Regions from separate parts of the Mus musculus genome. Here region 2 is linked to region 1. A link is a contact called in public HiChIP or PLAC-seq data. All regions are on one chromosome and are shown on one strand. Each heading gives the region's core, a stretch centred on a gene start, on an enhancer-like site or on the middle of the called end of the contact. The rest is flanking DNA. Distances are from core to core; before and after follow the strand shown.

Region 1 (5,454 bases), core at 2,145-4,644:
AAAAACCAAAAAAAAAAAAAAAGAAGAAGAAGAAAAAGAAAAGAAAAGAAAAGAAAAGAAAACGTCTCCTTGAGCCTCTACTTTCAGTTCTTTGGTGCTATACATCCAAAAGGAGAATTCTAGGATCACTCGGTAAATCTCCACCCACAGGTCTTCATTATCTTCCCGGCAGGAATGCGCAGGGATCTAATTTCTCCTCCTACTTACCACCAGCTCTTGTTTTCTGGTTGCTTTGTTTTGTGCTAATGGCTCCCCTTGCCCAGGCTAGAACACAAAAAGCTGATCCTAGTCCAATCCCACCATTGTTACTACTGCTTACTGTAGCCTCTGACTCTGGGCTCAAGCAATCCTCTGCCTTAGCCCCCAAGTTCATGGGACTACTATGGCTGTGTACCACTAACGGTTGGTTGGTTGGTTGGTTGGTTGGTTGGTTGGTTGGTTGTTTTTTAATACACCATATTGATGCATACGAAGTGGCACCCAATTGTGGTTTTGAGTCTATGTCTATGCATTCATGTGTGTGTGCAAGTGTGAAGCCTGATGTCGGGGATCTCCTTCCATGGCTCTCCACTTTTTTCTATTTGCTTAGTTTTGCTGTTGTTTGTGTTTGCCTATTTGAGACAGGTTATCACTATGTATCCCCAGGGTAGCCTGGAACCTGCTATAGAGACCAGGCTGCCCTCCAACTCACAGGGATCTTTCTGTTTCCACTAAGTACTGGAATTAAAGTCGTGTGCCACCACACCCAGCCTTCTCCTTCCTTATATTTTTGAGGCAGGATTTCTCACTGATCCTGGAGCTCACCCATTGGATGGACCATCTGACCAGCAAGCCCCAGAGATCCTCCTGTCTCTGCCGCACACCCAGTGCTGGGGCTCCCGGCATGTGGCACTATGCCCTACTTTTCTTTGGAGACTGGAACTGGACCTTCTTGTGTGTGTGTCATGAGATTTACCCACTGGGCCATCTTGCCAGTCTTCTCACTGGGCTTTGGGTTAGCAGTCCTCTTATACACACTTCTGGTGAGCATCTTATATGCTTCTTAGCCATTTGTATATCTTTGGAGAAATGTCTATTCAGCTTCTTTACCATTTTTCAATGGGTTGTTGGTGTTTTATTAAGTCATAAGAGTTCTTTATATATGATGGATATCTGAATATCGATTTATTACCGAATACAACATTTGCAAATACTTTCTCCTATTCAGCATGGATTGTCTTTTCACTCTGTTGATGACTTAGCCTTACAAAAGTTTTTAATTGCAATGAAGCCTAGTTTGTCTCCTTTGCCTTTCTAAGAAATCATCACCAAGTCCAACCTAATAAACTTCCCCCAGTGTTGATTTATGTTTGGGCTCTTCAATGATCCTTCTAGCATTGGTTTTGATATGTAAAGGAAGACAAAATTCCAAGGACTCATGGTAAAGGCTAAGCACTTGCCTAGCCTATACCAGGCCCTGGCTCCAAGCCCCAATCCTACAAGGTGAGTTGAGGTGATATCTTAGGGTATAATTAGGGTTTCTACATCTGTGAAGAGACACCATGACCACAGCACCTCTAACTGGGACTGGCTTATAGTTTGAGAGAGTTAGTTTATTATCATAATGGCGGGAAACATGGCAGCACGCAGGCAGACATGGTGCTGAAGAAGGAGCTGAGAGTTCTACATTTTATCCACAAGTGACAGGAGGAAACTCCCCCACTAGGCCTCAAAGCCAGCATCCACAGTGGCACACTTCCTCCAACAAGGCCACACTTTCTAATAGTGCCACCTACTATGGGCCAAGCATTTAAACACATGAGTCTATGGGGGCCGTTCCTATTCAAAAACGTCGCAGGCAAACTTCAGATTTATTCTGTAGGAAATGGTTGCCTAGGTCTCCATCTCTTTCCCTAAGAATGGCCTTAACATCTTTTGTTAAATCATTGTTGGGGGGGGGGGTACAGTTTGTGTGTGTGAGTGAGTGTGTGTGTCTGTCTATCTCTGTGCCAGTATCACAGGGTTTTGATTACCACCGTTTTCTAGTTAAGTTTTGGCACATACGTCCTTTAACTTTGCTCTTTATGACATACTGTGGTTATTTGAGATGTCTTCCATGAGACTCAGATGAGCTCCACATACACAGAAAGCAGTTTGTAGTTACGAGCGGTATAAACCTCTGCCGATCCGATCCGTAGATCTGGTTAGGTTTTCTAGTCCCTCAGCACTAGCTGCTGCTTCTGTCCGTGCCAGTCTTCACGTCTGTCTGTCTCTCGTGGACTACAGCTCTCGGTATACAAATCTTCCAGCTCCTTGGTTACGCTTACTCTTGACGCGGCTGTAAACGTCGTCACTTTGTTCATTTCCTCCTCAGGTTGTTTATTGCTTGTATGTAAAACCGACTTTTAAATTTATATCCTACGACATTGCCGAGTCCGTCGGTTGTAGTTCTCTCTCCGCTCCCGTTGTTTGGGGGCTTCTGTATATAAAACAGTTCCTCTGCAGACATAACTTGACTTGTCTCTTCTTGTTTGTATGGCTTTTATTTCCTTTTCTTGCCTATTTCTGGGATTATGTCGACTGGAGTGGGCAAGTGGGTGTCCTTGTTTTGTTTCTGATGCCCCAGAGCCCTTTCCCGGCAGCTTCCCCTCTCCCTACCTGGCTCTTAACAGTCCCACAAGCCAATTCACGGGCACGCAGAGGGCTTAACTTCTCATACTGGTGGCCTGAGCCCACCCTCATGTCTTTGTCTTGCTTGTCATCTCCAAAGCCTTAGAGACCTGGTTTATCAGGGAGCCCCGTGCAGGGTGGCCAAGGGCTGGAGAGGCTTCTGAGTCCTGGGCTGCTGACCCGGATACCACAGGGTCTCTAACCCAGCCAACTGCACCGCTCACAGCAGTTCCAGGGCAGTCAGGAGTCAGTACAGAGCCCTTTACACACTCAACAGCAGGCCACTCCCGTGTGGTGTGTGTGTGTGTGTGTGTGTGTGTGTGTGTGTATGTGTGTGTGTGTGTGTGTGTGTGTGTGTGTGTGTGTGTGTGTATGCGCGCGTGTGCGTGCGTCTGTCTGTGTCTTTGTGTTGGCTAGTTAGTTCTTGTTTCCTTTAAAGTGTCAGGCCAAGGCTGGTCCCAATACAAACAGGGTATATGTCAGGGAAGGGAATCTGACACTTAACTGGTGCCTGCTTTGGGCTGCTCTGGTCTTTCTGCACACACCCAGAGGCTGAGACCTTAGAAGACATGAACCTTGGGGTGCAGCTCTCCCAGTTTCTGTTCTCCAGCTCTTTCTCTGCCGCTCTGACCACCCAGGGCTTCCCTCCCCCACGCCCACTCCCCACTCACCCAGTGCTTGCTGAAGACAGTCCCTGCCAGTAATTTGCTCTCGGCTCTAGGGAGTGGCTTTGGGATGGTTGGCCAGTAGGCTTCATGCCAAGCCTCACCTCAGAGGCTTAGATGAGGCCTCATTCTGCCCAGGCCCCATGGGGCCAGACTAGTAGAGAAACAAAGCAGGAAAGAAAAACAGCACAGCTAGGCCTGGTGTGTGCAGGACCCTGAAGCAGGCCCTGGCAAAGAGCAGTGCTCCCTTCTAAGACAGGTGTGGGGTGGGGCCCTGGCGTGTGTAGCCTGTGCTGGCTTCAGAGTAGCATGGTGAGGTGTGTGCTGTGGTGTGTGTCTGCAGTGCTGGGGTGGGCCCCCGTGGAGGCTGTACAGAGGGGTGCGGCTGCAGCTGCACCAAAGACTCCAGGTGCTCCCCTGGGTGAGAGTGATCTGTAGGGCCCTTCTTTTTAAAGAAGAGAGAGAAGCAGGGATTGGGGGGAGGACATTTGCAAATATGCTCGCTGTGCAGGCAGGGGAGAGAGAAGAGCTCCACAGAGTTGCCCTTTGCCCTCTATACAGGCACCATGACATGCACACACACACCATACACAAATGCACACCATAATAGCCGTATAGATTTAGTTAAAATGAAAAATGACATGAGCTTTAGTGATGGCCCAGTGGCAGAGCTGGGACCTGCCTTCCAGAGCCCCGGAGGGCCGGCAGGGCCAAGGTTGAGGCGTCCTCTCCGAAAAGGGCCAAGTGACCTCAGTGTCACCTATACCCAATCCAGGGTGCAAAAGGGTCTGTGTGTTCCCAGAGGCACCCTTTGCACTTGAGACAGATCTGAGGACTGCAGGGACAGGCCTCCGCCCTGAAGCATAAGAAGACAAAGCCAGTGGCAGACATAGTGGGGCCATATGGCTACAGCATGGCACGGGAACCCTGAGCTGCAGCTCTGTGCTCTTGCTGCGTGAGATGGGCACTGGGTGCCTCACATTCTGCAATCCGGGACTTGTGGTGCCCTGCTCCGTGAGCAGATTCCCCCCATCTCCAGATCTCATGCATCTCTGCTTAGCCCAGGGACTCAGGTCTCACAATGTAGGGTGCACACACAGCTCAGCCTCTCTGCCTTCCACCTCCTTACTACCAGGAAGCATGGGAACACTGTAGCTGGGTATGTCCCCCATCACAGGAGGAGCAGTAGTGACAGGGATAGATGAAGGGCCAGGTCACAACTCCCAGCTGCAAGCTGCCCACAGTGTCACCTCCTCTCTCAGGCTTCTCCTGAGTCAAGTCTTGTTTCCACTGGGAGCCCGGTCAGCTGACACCACACCACATGCTCCTCCCACTGCCCTTCTGAGTCACTCCCCCCATGTCAGGGGCTGAGCCTTTAGCCCTTTGCATCCCAGTCTGGGGTCTAGTCCCTCCCCCCACTTCCCTCCCCCATACCTGATGGAATAGCTAGGCCCCATTTGCTGCTGTTGCATATGAAAACAACTGTGTGTCTCAATCTACCCATTCAACTCTTAGCCTCCCCGAGCCGTTGAGGGCCCCAGCATCCTACCCAAAGTGAACTCTCACAGCTACTCCCAAGAAGTGTGGTCCCTGGCTTCTCGACCCTGGCGGGTGTGGTTGTGCCCACGCCTGACAGAAGTATCCAGAGGACAGATGAGCCAGAAGCTTAGAGCGTTCCTGACATTTCAGAAGCCTCGCTGCTCCCAGCCAGAGCAGGTCAAAGCCGTGGGGGTCTAGAGCCAGCCAAGCCTGTGCCTGTCCAGGCCAGCCTGGATGATTCTCTGGCTCCCCTTGGCCTGTCCTAGTTCAGTAGGAGGGCCTGGGGCGCTGGCTGGGCTAAGTCCCTATTGTGCTTGCCCTACCTCCCACTTCCCTGTTCTAGCTGTTCCCTGTTAACCCCTTCCTTGTGGGGACTGCCCTACCTTATTGTAAGCCTGACTTCTCAAAGTACTTTAAGGCCTTCTAGGCTACACTGCCTTCAACACCCTTCCTGGGATTTAGGAACTGGGGAAAGGACTTTGTGTGGTACTGCCCAGGCCAGAGTGAGAAAGGGGAGGAGGACTAAGAACACCTTAGAAGCCAACTAAGTATGTCCTCAGGCAGAAGTAACCATGGGCACTCAGCCAAGCTGCAAGGCCGG
Region 2 (5,454 bases), core at 1,782-4,281, 270 kb before region 1:
AAACTTAGCTGAGGATGTTGATCTGGTTACTGGTCTTTCTAGAAGCCAGGGTAAGACAGATAACCACAGAGTTTCCCAAACAGCCCATGTCTGGGCTGATGAGGTTTCCTCTGTTAAGCCTTTGGGTAGAACACATTAACATAACTTGAAGTTAGCCAATCCAGTTCCTGTGTGTGTGTGTGTGTGTGTGTGTGTGTGTGTGTGTGTGTGTGTACTTGTGAGTGCAGATACTCAGAGGCCAGAAAGAGGGGGTTGGGTCCCCTGGAGCTGAAGCTTCAACTATAGAGAGTTGTAGCTGCCTGATGTGTGTGCTGGGAATGAAACTTGGGGTCCTCTGCAGGAGTAATACACATCCCACCGCTGATCTGTCTCTCCGGCTTCAAGTATCTTAAAGATTTATTTTTTGATTGTTTATATTATTGTCTCATTGTTCGGTTTCTCTGACCGTGATTTATAATGGAAACAGTTTTGAAATTACCTTTCAGGTCCTTCTGAAATAGGGGAACCACCTGTGAATAGGGAGTCTTTCTGTGTGACACAGACTTTATCATCTCAGAAAGCATCACTCAGGCTAGGATGCTGGGTGAGTGGCCACCGAAACCACTCCTGGCTCATGCTTTAAACAGCCCACCACCCCCAGAGCCCAAGTGCTACCCACCCTGACAGACCTACCCTCGAGATGAGGGATGGGTGCCCAGGCATCCTTGGAGACTTAGGGGAGTACATCTCTGTCTTTTGTGACCCTCTAACAGAGTGCTTCTCAACCTTCCTAATGCTGTGACCTTTTAATACAGCTCCTTATGCTGGGCTCAGGAAAGGCCCTCACAGTGGGTGGCCTGACCCCAGAGAAATTAGGCTGACCAGAGGCTTCCAATTCCTCTCTTCCAGGCAGCTGCGGTCTCCATCCTCCCCAGCATCTCAGGAAGGGAAGGGAGCTTGTGTGCCTAAGGAGGCAGGCCAGGCCTATGACTGCATAGTAGCCTCGTCTCTCTGTCTCCCTCACTGTCTCCCTGTCTCTGACTGTCTCTCTGTCTCTGTGTCTGTCTCCCTCTGTCTGTCTATCTGTATGTGTTGTGTTTGCATGTGCCTATGCACCTGTGATGGTTAGAGGTTTGACCTTGGGTGTCTTCCCTTGCTTCCCACCCTGTGTTTCATTTTATTTTTAAGAGTTATTTGTTTTCAGTTGGGGAGGGTGAAGTGCACAGAAGACGACACCTTGCAGGAGTCCGTTCCCTCCTTCCACCCACACACGCAGTCCCAGAGCTCGAAACTCAGGCTTGGTGGCAAGGCACTTCTTCCTCACCTTGCCCATTCCCTTCCCCTCCCTCTGAAAGGCCGGGGGTGGGGGTGGAGGGTCCTTCTATGGAGAGACCACAAGCATTATCCATAGGGAGCTTTGAGCTAGAGGGAGCCCAACAGCCTGAAATCCAGAACGTTCTCTTCCAGCTTGATCTCCCTGCCATGTAGATCTTGCTTGATCTCCTGTTATCCATGTAGACATTCACCTGCTATTTTCCTGGCCTTGAGCAATTTCAGGTCCTGGGCACACGGAGCCGATGTCCTCAGCGATGTGTACTGTCAATGGCAGAAGCAAAGAGAATAAGCACACAGATTTGTATCATCTGCATTTGAGCTAGGAAGACCTATAGGGAATTGCAGACTGCTCTGCCTTGTAATAATAGCTCTTGGCTCCCTTGGACCCAATTTATTATCCCTCAGTTACCTCAACTGTAAAATGGCCAGAGTTTATATTGACATGGTTCCGTTAAGGAATAGATCAGTTCATGAGTCAAGGACAGAGTTAGATAATGATAAAGATAGTAATATGGATGATGATGATGAAGATGGTGATGATGGTGATGATGGTGGTGGTGGTTGTACTTCATCAAGTCTGAGATGCTGAGTACTGCAGGGCTCTAGGAATTAACCTAACTGGGGTAGCATGGGAATGAGGAAATGGCAGACCCACAGGCACACAGACAGAAAAGCTGGGCTCAAGTGTTTTCTGACAGAGAAGCTGCGGCACCATGGAAGCCGCATTTCCATGTTCTTGCTATCCACAGTTGAACAAGCAACCAATGATGGCATACAGGTAAACAAGAATTGGGCTCGTTATATCCCTCTGAACAAGGAGGCAGCTTAGCTTATCCTTGCAGGGAAGCGGTTTTCGGGCCACACACAAACACCTGGAGAGATAAAGCCAGTGGTGGATACTTTCTCACGTACTGTCAACACTTGAACTCAGCCCCTGAAGGGTTTCTTTTTTGCCTCACATGGGGTGTAGGGTTCCTTGACATGGCAATGTCCATGTCAAACAGGTGTCAAACAGTACACATTCACTCGGGACTTACCTCTCTCCCTACACACAGACATAAAGAGTAGCAGAATGAAAACTCCGATTCATTCGAGTCAGTCCCTGTTCTCATATATGCCACCTCCTTTTCCCAGTGTCATGTAGTTTCAACACGTTTCTCCTCTCTTATTACTCCCTAGGCAGCTCGATGCAAGCCCCGCCCCACCCACCACAAGCCCCGCCCCACCCACCACAAGCCCTGCCCAGCCCAGCCCACCATGTTCTTATTCACTTTTTTTTTAAAGGCACCTTTGCATATGACCTCTGCACAGCCCCAGGATGATGAGCTGCGTGCTGCTGGGGAGGCGCACTGCTGTGTGAATAACCAGAAACTCTCACATCCGCAACATCTGGCCCCTGCAGCGCTCGGAGGAGCTAATGAAATATTCAGAGGCTGGCCGCTACAAATTGGGATGCAGAGGTCTCACCCTCCCTTGGCTTTCAATTTCCTTTTTTCGGAGTTTAGTTCTCCAATATCAATTTCTGTTTGTGATAAATATTTAAGCACTCCGCCTGCCAGGCTCGCAACACAGGGGTGCTCCAAGCTATGAAGCCCCAGAGCCTCTGGCCACTCGGCCAGCCGACCTGGATCACACGCAGGGAAGATTGCCAGAAGGACTCTACTCTGTATCCCTACAACAACTGAAAAAAGATCTCACCCTTAGGCTTGTCCTCTGTGTCCAATCAAAGACTGCAACTCTCATCACACTGTCTTCTAACCCATCCCACTGCCCAGCCAAAGACTGATCTAGGGCCCAGCAGGACATCAATATGCGGATATCAAAGCAGTTAGACCAAGACCAACAGAGAAGCCTGTTGCAAAACTAGAGTAACCTGGGAGCAGAGCCCTCGGAGGCTGCTCTGCGGCCTGCATACTCTGTCCATTCTCCCAAGGATTCTCACTGTTCCCTGGCTTTACCCAGCCAACCCTGCTTCTCCTTTACCTCTCCTCCTCTTTTTTTTTTTTTTTTTTTTTGAAACAGTTTCTTGTTTCCCACTAACGCCTCAAACTCACTATGTAGTCAAGGATGGCCTTGAACCTCTGATCCTCCTGTCTCTAGTGGGAGAAGGGGCCTGCTTCTAATGTACTTATTGATGTGAGCATCAAATAACGTGGAGGGAAGGACTGACTGCCCCAGGTTTTTGCTCAGAGCCTCTGCAAGAAAGGATATGGTCTCCCTTGAGAGGAGTTTCCACTGCCAAAATTGAAGAGAACCTACTATCCTCTCTCTGGGACTTCAAGGATGCTAGGCAAATGCTCTACCAACTGAGCTACATCCCCAGCTTCCTCTCTGTTCTTCACGACACAAGTCTCTGATCCTTTAACTTCGGGACATCACTCTGGGCCTTATGAGGCTCTTGGAGTTTGTGATATGGGGATGGGGGGGTGGGGTAACATCCGTAGAACTTTATCTATGTGGCACTGCGGTTATCAATATCCCTGTGTCTTCCAGGTGCTGACCAGTCTTCCAGCCAACCAGTGGTTGTGAACAGCATGCAGACAGCCCTTCAGGCAGTAGACTCCAGGGCCTGCTTGCCAGTCAACTGTTCTCACATTCTCCCAGAAGAATTTGGCTCACCAGCTGTTTCCTTTGCCTCTCCTTGACCAAAAAAAAAAAAAAAAAAAAAAAAAAAAATCAATGACACCAGAATTGTATTGATTAGGGCACTTTGAGGCTCTGTTTCTCCTCTCAGCCTTCCAAAACAGGAAGCAGTCAGCCAGAGGAGCTCCAGAGGACCCCATGGGTTGGCTCTTTTAGGGCTAGCTGTTCTTGCCTCTGCCAGTCCCACAGTTCCCACTTAAATGAAATGATGCCTGGCAACAGTTTCCAGCATGGGCCGGGGCCGGGGGGGGGGGGGGGGGCATTCCAGTGCGCGCAAACCCATATGGCATAAACTGCAAAGAGACCCTCTCTCCAGGCCAATCCCTGCAGTAAGTCTGAAAGAAAACCCTGAGCTCAGACAACTCTGACCCTCAGAGAAGGCTTCCTTGTCCTGCACTTGTCCACACTGACTTTTGCAGTCTCTTCAATGCTCTGCAGCCACTGCTGAGGCGGCTGACACATCCCAGCAATTAGCTGTACGCCCCCAGGAAAAGGCGGCAGTCTGCACGTGTCTAACACATCTTGATAAAGCCATCTGCAGACGAAGGAAAGTTTACACAGGTGTCAGCACCGTTTACAGAGAAAGTTTACGGGGGCGTACGAAGCTGCATGGGCACCCACAGATGCCTGAAAAGCAAGTGGCCACAGGGTTTCTCGTTTGGATGTCCAGGGGCAGGGGATTGGAGGCGGGGGGGGGGGGTGGTGGTGCGGGGAGCGCCGCTGGATGGGAACAAAGAGAAAACAAGCACACCGTTGCAGCCAGATGGTGTGGTCCCCAAGCCATTTGCTGCTCAGATGGACAGGGCAGAGCAGGCAAAAAGCCAGGACTCTAGCTGCTATCAGTTGGCTTCAACTAGACTGTAACACCAACCCCCAAAGATCGGCTACTCAGCCTGAGTCTTCGCAGAGGTCCAAAGTTTTCAGCCCCTTTTCAGATGTTTTTGCATCTCCATTGTGGAAAAAGCCAGTTGGTGTGGGCCCTGGCGCCAGCCGTTCTGTAGCCATTCGGGGGCTTTCCACTCTTGCAAAATGATGGTCGTACTGTTTATCTGCCCGCTTTCAAGTTCCAGGGCTTTCTGGGATTATCTTGTCTAATGCCGTGTTCTCCTTGATCCTCGATGTCCTTAGAAGTTTGGACCTTTCTAACTCCTTTCCCTGCCTTTTGTCAATGAAGTCAGTGACAAAGTACATTTCTTTACTTTCACTCACAGTGGTCGGAGGAGTTGCCTTGTTGCCTTGTGGGGTTCCCATAATCTTTTAGGGAACTTGACTTACATAAAACCATATATCTTTGGCCATGAAAGAAGACAATTTCAGGGTGAACCAGCAAGAAAGAGAACTAGGGGGTTATTAAAAGACATCTTAACATGAATTTTAAGCATAGGGGTTAATAGAAAAAGAGGCTTTCAGGAAGAAATTGTGGTGTGCCCAGGAGTACGGAAAGAGCCCCATTTACAATTGCTACTAGTCATCACCTGTAGCAGTTAGGTGATTCTC

Evidence for each region. HiChIP or PLAC-seq counts read pairs in DNA pulled down with a chosen protein or histone mark.
Region 2: a contact with region 1 is called in an H3K27ac HiChIP or PLAC-seq map of embryonic stem cells, with 5 read pairs. The contact joins two enhancer-like sites. A contact is called at or near these places in 1 of 39 promoter capture datasets (embryonic stem cells), 3 of 484 Hi-C or Micro-C datasets (bone marrow-derived macrophages, embryonic stem cells and natural killer cells) and 11 of 115 datasets of contacts at active chromatin or transcription factors (craniofacial prominence, double positive thymocytes, embryonic forebrain and 4 more).

Annotation. Positions count from the first base shown.
Region 1 is chr1:36,085,052-36,090,505 of GRCm38.p6, forward strand. All of the region lies in intron 1 of Hs6st1 (heparan sulfate 6-O-sulfotransferase 1), which reads left to right. Among named protein-coding and RNA genes, the nearest start is that of Hs6st1, 19 kb to the left of the region's middle. Within about 2 kb of position 3,395, at least 126 of the 459 cell types and tissues checked have an H3K27ac peak or open chromatin away from gene starts, as enhancers often do. A contact at or near this core is called in embryonic stem cells, where this site is marked.
Region 2 is chr1:35,819,915-35,825,368 of GRCm38.p6, forward strand. No RefSeq gene overlaps it. Among named protein-coding and RNA genes, the nearest start is that of 1110002O04Rik, 47 kb to the right of the region's middle. Within about 2 kb of position 3,032, at least 13 of the 459 cell types and tissues checked have an H3K27ac peak or open chromatin away from gene starts, as enhancers often do. A contact at or near this core is called in embryonic stem cells, where this site is marked.